Linked DNA regions of Triticum aestivum: region 2 is linked to region 1. Evidence: chromatin contacts called from public Hi-C data. All regions are on one chromosome and are shown on one strand. Each heading gives the region's core, a stretch centred on a gene start, on an enhancer-like site or on the middle of the called end of the contact. The rest is flanking DNA. Distances are from core to core; before and after follow the strand shown.

The links. A called contact is a pair of places that touch in the nucleus more often than the background predicts.
Region 2: a Hi-C map of leaf shows a contact between it and region 1, with 5 times the contacts expected there. The contact joins the promoter of LOC123181781 here to the promoter of LOC780660 in region 1. A contact is called at or near these places in 3 of 5 Hi-C or Micro-C datasets (all in leaf).

The regions. Positions count from the first base shown.
Region 1 is chr1D:322,704,008-322,708,242 of IWGSC CS RefSeq v2.1, forward strand. LOC780660 (serine/arginine-rich splicing factor SR30) reads left to right here and starts at 2,619. Exons shown (of 13, transcript XM_044594115.1): 1 at 2,619-2,787; 2 at 3,203-3,294; 3 at 3,915-3,980. The coding sequence starts at 3,208. It overlaps LOC123181780 (chaperone protein dnaJ 49), which reads right to left and starts at 2,513. Exons shown (of 3, transcript XM_044594114.1): 1 at 2,375-2,513; 2 at 1-1,209. The coding sequence starts at 1,151. The coding sequence ends at 51.
Region 2 is chr1D:322,886,401-322,890,711 of IWGSC CS RefSeq v2.1, forward strand. LOC123181781 (phytochrome A-associated F-box protein-like) reads left to right here and starts at 2,823. Exons shown (of 1, transcript XM_044594116.1): 1 at 2,823-4,311. The coding sequence starts at 2,992. The coding sequence ends at 4,092.

The DNA.
Region 1 (4,235 bases), core at 1,369-3,868:
TTCTGCAAGACCGCAATGGAGACAACAAACTAATCACCATGTGGGCACTATTATGCCACATCAAGGCTCCGTAGCTTGTCACAGTGAGGCGTAGGGTAGTCATTGGCCCATTTACGCCGATGGAGTTCCACACGACAGTTTCTTCCTAGCATAGTCTTATAATCTCTGAAAACGTGATCCTCGAGGTTATCTCTAGAAGGACTTCCATGTGGAAACTGCTGATCAAAATCTTGTTTGCTGACAAAGTACTCCACCCCATGCTTATCAGTGACTTTTGAAATGGGAAAGTTGTATGTCTTGTGCAGGGCATATTGAGGCTGCTGCACTGGAATGAATGCAAACAAGACAAAAAGTAATACGACTGACAGGTGCATCAATACTGTTAAGTTTATGAACGACCCACCCTGTACAGGATGCTCCCTTCTCTGTTGCTCCTGCCTACCTGCTTCTCTTGTTCTGTAGACATTGCGACCACGGAACGAATTATCACGAGTACCATAGAAGAAAGACCTGAATATCTCATCTGGATCTAAATCTTCTTCATAACTATAGAAGCCATTTCTTGTTTGCCTCCTTCGCCTAGCAGTTCTCTGCCTCATGACATTGGAATATTGGTCGTTAAACTCATGCCCCTCAAGGGTGCCTGTCTGATCATAGGTCTTCCGTGACTGATCATTGCCTAGGCACTTGAAAGCCTTGCTGAGCATCTTGAATGCATCTTCTGCCCCAGGAGCCTTGTTCTTGTCAGGATGAATTTTCAGTGACAACCTCCTGTAGGCCTTCCTAATCTCCTCCAAGGAGCAAGTCCTCTCCACTCCAAGAATTGCATAGTAGTCTTTGTTCTTCCTGATATCACGGATAACTCTAACATTCTCCTCGGTGTAACCTTTATCAACATTAGAAGGACCAACAAATTCTTTTGGCGTTTTTAGGTTTTCATGGCCTCTTCTGGTCTTGTCCTGGCAAGCAGTACCATTCAGATTCAGGGGATCAAACTTCTTGGTTGAGGTCAACAAATCAACAATTGGAAGGCTGGGATCCAATCTATGGGCAATTCGAATAAATTTGTCTGCTCGCTGTCTATCTCCAGATGCTAGCGCAGTCTGTGCAAGCTTGACAGACCTCAAGGCCTCATCTTTGTTCCCCTCCATGACTTAAGTCAATCGTTTCCCACTGGATTAAATATAGGCAGGGCGCTAAACTGATGCCCTGTGAAACAAGAGTAGATTAGATATCAGAAGAATTTAGAAAGTTTTTAGTGTGACTAACAAACTATGGATTCATAAGATAACGAACAGTATGAAAATAGTATATAATTCAAGAAATAGATCAGCATCAGGAATTAGTTGATGTAAACAAATAGCCCAACTAAGAATTAGCAAACTCCTGGGAGCTCTCAAAATCAGAAAATCCTGTACAACATCATTATGAGCAGAGTTAGATAAAACCAAAACTAAACAGATTGTCGCGCTCATCAATTATACAAACAAACTACATACGTTGAGCGAATTTTCTTGATGTCATAAACAAATTTAGCATGGGAAAACCCATTGATCAAACATCGCCATTCCAACATAGCACTGACCTACACAAACTGGTGGAAGGAATCAAACAAGCAACAGACACAGTACATAGCTCAACCTTAATCTCTCCATGGAGATCCCAAGGACGCAAACCGCATCCTTTTTTCTGGGTCTTTAGCGCAGTTCACGTGGGGTTGTGTTAGGGAAATGTTTTCCTGAGCTCCATCTACTTTTAGCCCCCTTGATTTGTTGTTTGTTTCTGTTCTGCTTTGGGCCTGTAGTAATCGTAAACTGAGAACCTCGGCGACAGCGTGTGGCGTGAGTGTGTAGGGCTGTTATGCGTGGCCGGTGTGGCTTTATTAATCTAAAGCCAGGCTCCGCTCGAGCCTTCCGTCGAAAATAGGCTCAACCTAAGAACTTCTAGGCATTCAACAACTCAAGTAATCAGCAAGCAATCCGGCCGAGAAGGTCCAGACCTGCCATACATGGCCGCTCTGCTGCCCAAAGCTCCTAAGCAAGACCACTTAAATTCTGTCTGTTCCAGAATTTGGGCTAGAGGAACCGGCAGATACTATTGAACTACACAGAATCCTATGCCTGATCGATCCAAATTAGCCGCCGACTAGAAAAAGCAAGATCCTGACTAAACAAGAACCACGTGTACACGAATCACTCGACCCTACCTACCGCCGCGATTCTCGCAGACCCTAGGCCGCACAGCATCGCAATCAGGAGGAGCACAAGAGTCCAAGTTGCCCCGAGTACCCGTGTTCGCGGCGACAGGATCGAGGCGGAACTAACAGAGTTGGGATTCTGGATTAATCTGAGAGCGATCGACCGGAAGTTCTTACCGGAGAGAGAATCCGGCGCGGCGAGGAGACCCGCGCCACCACCGTCCGACGGGGGAGACCAAGAGAGGAAGAAGAGGATGGGCGGAGGAGGCACTTTTCCGCGGAGCCCCTCGGGTTTTACCCCCTCTCACGATCCCAACCACCGAGCGGAAGGCTTCTGTCTGACTGGGGCTGGTTGGCGGTGGCTGGGGCTGGGGCCCAAAGCCCAGAAGTTAGATCCACGGCTGGTCTATGCTGCACGGATCGTAAAGCACGCGACCCCCCTCACTGCCTCGCCCCACCTTTCATATCGGCCGCCGCTCCCCTCCGAAGCTTCTCGATCCCTCCCCCCGCTTCCGTTTCCGTTTCCGTTTCGTCCCCGTCGTCTCCCCCCTCGCCGCGGCGGCGGAGTCGCCCGCACTCGCTGCGCGCAGGTCAGTCGAACCCTACTTCTCCCGCTCTAATCCCAGCGTACGAGCTCCCGCTCCTCCCTCCTGATCGCTGCTGCTCTTGCGTGCTCATTTCTTTCCTCTCTCCGCGCGGTAACGGCGTCCTGTTTTTTTTCGGGTTCAGCGGTAGAGCTATCGTGTTCGCCGCAGTCGTGATCTTAGTGGTTTCGGCGAGGTGAGATGCAGTGCTTGTTCGGTCTCTTGTTTAGTTAGTCTCTTTTTTCCCTCGAGCAACTGGGTCGGGTTTTTTTTTTCCTTTACGAAATGGGTCGGAATTTTCTCTTGATTGATTCCCGAACTTGGGTCGCCACTTCTGCTATTTGATTCCCGCCGAGATTTTGCTTAGGTTTGTGCGAGCTAGCAGCTAGTTGCTGATCTGATTTTTTTCCCTTTCTTGCAGGAACGATGAGCCGACGTAACGGCCGCACCATCTACGTGGGCAACCTCCCCGAGGACATCCGCGAGAGAGAGATTGAGGATCTCTTCTACAAGGTTAGGTTCTAAATAGTTTGGGTTTGTTCACCTGTACCTTTGCCTTGTGCTTCTGTTCTGTTAAGAAATCGCCAGTTCAGTTCAGTTCAGCGGCAAGGTGGTCGGTATTATGTTCTGATAGCAGCTTAAACTGTATGCTTTGCATTAGCAGTTACACATGGAGGTTATAAATTCGCAACTTCTTTTTATGTATGAAACGACGTATTAGGTTAAGTGTTGTTAAACTGGAAGACATATGTACATATTTTCATTTTTCTTGTAACATGGACTATTGAGAGTGTTTGCGGTTGTGTGCACACTGGACAAGATAGTTTGATATTGTAACGTCAGTCGATATGTACTCTCAGTCTCTCACTGCGTCATTGTGACGTAATAAAAAAAAACTGGTGTTCAGTGTGAATTCCACGATGTCAAATTTTCAGTTCTATTCTCCACCAAAAATAACAAGTTATATTTCACCTTAACCTAAATGGCATCTCTTGAGTTTGTCATCCTATGTGGGTATTGCAAGAGGATTTGCAGAAAGCAAGCCAATTAGGTGTCACAATATGATAAAAAAAATCTGTTTAAGGAAGCATTCCTGCATGTCAATTTAATCTTCTATTACTTTGCTTCTGCAGTACGGTCCTATTGTCGATATCGATCTGAAAATTCCTCCAAGGCCTCCTGTTTATGCTTTTGTCGAGGTAATGTGCTTTGGTCATTGTTTTGTTAGAATATTTATTCTTGCTCACTACTATGTATTCGTATTTCGTAGTATAAATTATTTTTCTGTAAGGTTGTCTGGGTGACAAATTTGAGATGAGTTATGTTAAAATATACTTTGATAAGATTTTTTAGAAAATCAGATTAGCATATAGTAGGTCAATTTTTTCTCTCGAGTTACGTCAAAAGTGCTATAAGACAATCTTGAAAAAATAAGTCTTTTGAGCTTTAGGACA
Region 2 (4,311 bases), core at 1,573-4,072, 180 kb after region 1:
AAGTAAATATAAATAAATTGCAGCAAGGTATTTTTTGGTTTTTTGTTTTATAGATCTAAAAATAATATGATAAAAATAGACACGGGGGCCATAGGTTTCACTAGAGGCTTCTCTCTTGAAAGAAACATATGATGGGTAAACAAATTACTGTTGAGAAATTGATAGAAAAGCGCAAAGTTATGATGATATCTAAGGCAATGATCATGAATATAGGCATCACGTCCGTGACAAGTAGACCGACTCCTGCCTGCATCTACTACTATTACTCCACACATCGACCGCTATCCAGCATGCATCTAGTGTATTAAGTTAACAAGAACGGAGTAACGCCTTAAGCAAGATGACATGATGTAGAGGGATAGATCCAATCAATATGGTAAAAACCCCATCTTTTTATCCTTAATGGCAACAATACAAATACGTGCCTCGCTACCCCTACTGTCACTGGGTGAGGACACCGCAAGATTGAACCCATCACAAAGCACCTCTCCCATTGCAAGAAAGATCAATCCAGTTAGCCAAACCAAATTAATAGATCAGAGAGAAATACAAAAGCTATCTTAAGCATGCATAAAAGAGTTCAGAGAAGACTCAAATAATATTCATAGATAATCTAATCATAAATCCACAATTCATTGGATCTCAACAAACGCACCGCAAAAGAAGATTACATCGAATAGATCTCCAAGAAGATCGAGGAGAACATTGTATTGAAGATCAAAGAGAGAGAAGAAAACATCTAGCTACTAGCTATGGACCTGTAGGTCTGTGGTAAACTACTCACACATCATCGGTAGGGCAGCAAGGTTGGTGTAGAGGCCCTCTGTGATCGAATCCCCCTCCGGTAGAGTGCCAGAAAAGGCCCCAAGATGGGATCTCATGAAAACAGAAGCTTGCGGCGGCGGAAAAAGTACTTTTGGTGTGCCCCTCTGGTATACGGGGAATATTTGGGTATTTATGGAGCTGAGATTAGGGTTAGGGGAGTCCCGAGGGGCCTACAAGCCTGGGCGGCGCCCCCCCCCCCCCGGGGCGCGCCCTACGAGCTTGTGGCTCCCTCATGGCCCCTCTGGCCTCCTCCCAAAGCTTCGTGGTTGTCTTCTGGTCCAAGAAAAATCCTCAAAAAGTTTCAATCTGTTTGGACTCCGTTTGGTATTGATTTTCTGTAAAAGACAAAAACAAGGAAAACACAACAACTGGCACTAGGCACTAGGTTAATAAGTTAGTCCCAAAAAATGATATAAAATAGCATATTAATGCATATAAAACATCCAAGGTGGATAATATAGTAGCATGAAACAATCAAAAATTATAGATACATTGGTGACGTATCAGCGGTATAAGTCATGCAGAAGTTAGAATACAATAGGTACTATGCAATAATAAAATATGAATGGGTTCATAACAGTACCTAAAGTTTATGATTTTCTTGTTATAGTAATGGATCTCACGAGGTTTCTGTTGAGTTTTGTGTGCTGAAGTTTTTAAGTTTTGGGTGAGATCACAATGGATAAAGGAACAAGGAGCAGCAAGACCGTAAGCTTGGGGATACCCAAGGCACCCCAGGGTAATATTCAAGGAGAACCAAGCATCTATGCCTCGGATGGCATCCTCTCTTTCGTCTACAATCCATCGGCATATAATTGGAGCTATATTTTTATTCATCACATGATATGAGTTTTGTCTGGAGCGTCTTGTATTATGGTAGTCTTTGCTTTGTTTGCTTTTTAGTTTTCCACAATCATTGTTTTGTCGCACACACCTTTTGAGAGGGGCACACATTTATACGTGATTTGTTAGAATACTCTATGTGCTTCACTTATATCTTTTGAGCTAGGCAGTTGCTCTAGCGCTTCACTTATATCTTTTAGAGCACGGCTCTCATGCTTCACTTATATATTTTTGAGAGTCTAATAAATAGTAGGGACCCTAAATAGTAATGGCAATATGCACAAGTTATGAAATTGGTCCTGATATGATTTGTATTCAAGAGGGATATAATAAAAACTTTCATGTAGATCACTGAATATGATAAGTTTGATTCCTTGCAGTAGGTTTGCGACATTGAGATGGTAATATGTGGGAGGTACTAGTGAATGATTGTTGTTTAGTAAGAATATTGATGTTAAGGTTTGTATATATGTGGGATGTATAGGTGAACAATTACGGATTTACCTGGTTTGGTTACACGAAGGATTAGTGTTGAAGCTAGGGAGGAGGGAGGGGACCCACCCATTTGAAATTAGCGCGGGGGGGTGTTATTTGGAAGCTTTTGTGAAACGGACGTAGATCACCCGTAGGTTCAGAATTATCGTTTGAGGTACTATTATGCACCTATGTGATTGTAATAGCGTGTGCCATTATATTAATATGTATTAAAAATAGTGTGTTCCACGTAGCTTATGTGAAGCGCACGCTGGGTGCCCTTTGAGATAAATGTTATCCGCGTGGCAAGATTTGTTTTGAGATGTAATTGTATTCTCTCTCTTTAACCATCCAACACCGCACATGGCCTTATTCAGCCTGGTCCTTTTTCTAGAAGGAGGTGATTTTTTTTCTCGTACCTGAAACCCTTCGATACACGTCGGTAGTGTGTGGGTGTGATGGAGTTGTGTTGTGCCTGCATGGTGTTCCTGGGACTGGGAGGGGTGAGAGACAAGGCTCTGTTGGAAGAATGTTGAGCCCCTCGTTTCAATCGAATAAAATAATCCCGGAGGTTGACACACGGGGGCCGAGAGTGACCGCTCATCGTTCGGCACACCCGCGCAGCCTACATCCACACGTTGCGATTGCAGGCAAGAGTTTTGTAACGACAAGAAAAGCATCATCTCATCCGTCTCCACAGCCCCCAGCCCAGGCCACCACCACAGAAAAACGGACACAACCACCCCGAAAGTTAAACCAGCCTCGCTCGCACCCGAACGGCCGAACGGTCCGCAGCGCAGCCACTCACTCACTCGCCAAGAAAGCAGGAGCGCGACGCGGGCCGCAGCCATGAGCGGCGCGGAGCACAAGGAGATCGCCGTCGTCGCCGCCAAGAGGCGGAGGGACGGCAAGGAGGAGGCTGCGGCGGCGGCGGAGGAGGCGGAACCGCTGTCGGCGCTAGCGGACGACGTGCTGCTGCAGATCCTGGGCCGCCTCGAGGGGGACCCGCGCGACTGGGCGCGCGCGTCCTGCGCGTCCCCGCGCCTCGCCGCGCTCCTCCGGGCCGCCTGCTTCCCGCCGCGTCTCTCCCGGGCGCTCCCCGCCGAGCTGCTCCCCGCGGACGGGGCGCCCGCCGCGTGGGCCGCGCTCCACAAGATGTCCGTCTGCTGCCCCGGCCTCCTCCGCGCCGGGGTCCTCCTCGAGCCCTCCGACGACTTCGGCCTCGAGCTCGACATCGGCCCCGACCTCACCGTCCCCGCCTCCTCATCCTCATCCCTCGAGCCCACGGCCACCTCCTCGCTCCAGCCGCCCAAGGCCGCCGCGCAGGCCGAGCCGAGACCCAGCGACGACACACTAGCCACCGCGGACGCCGCCGCATGGTCCCTCTACGATGACCTGTACCTGGACGCGGCCTACGACTGCTCCGAGACGCAGATCGCCGCCGCGCCCGCGCCAGCGGCAACGGCAGAGGAGAAGGAGGCGCCGCCGGCAGCCAATGCCGTCCGGCGCGGCGTAGTGTCGGGCACCCGCCGGCGGGCGCGGCGGTGGCTGGGGCCCGTGGGCGCGCACCTGGCGTCGGGGTCCTGGACGCTGAGCCGCGAGCAGGGCAACAAGCTGCTGGCCAGCCGGTTCCGCGGCGACCGGCTGTACATCTGCGAGTGGCCCGGGTGCGTGCACGCGGAGGAGCGGCGCAAGTACATGGTGTTCCGCGGCGTGTTCCAGGACTTCGCGCGCTCCCAGGTGCGGCGCGCGCTGCGGGACACGCGCCGCCCCACCGTCGCCGTGGACTGCGCCTTCTGCGGCTGCACGGAGGCGTGGGACCTCTACTCCGCCTTCTGCCTCCGCAGCTTCTACGGGTACCACGACGACGGCGAGCCCGTGGTGCGCGCCTACGTCTGCGAGAACGGCCACGTCGCCGGCGCCTGGACCGAGCGCCCGCTCTACGCCTGACCGCCTGCTCCAGTGCAGCGGCGGCGACATGACAGGCATACTAGAGACGCTCTGCCATTGTTGAATCGATCGCCAAACAGCATATCTCGCAGGCTCTTACGATAAGTTCGGTGTGTGCATGGCCGCGATGTGGATCTCGGCGAGCTCCGAGTGATGCATCTGTTCTCTTGTATCTTTTCATCTGATGTAGTAACTCTGGCTGATGCTTAGCATAAAAGA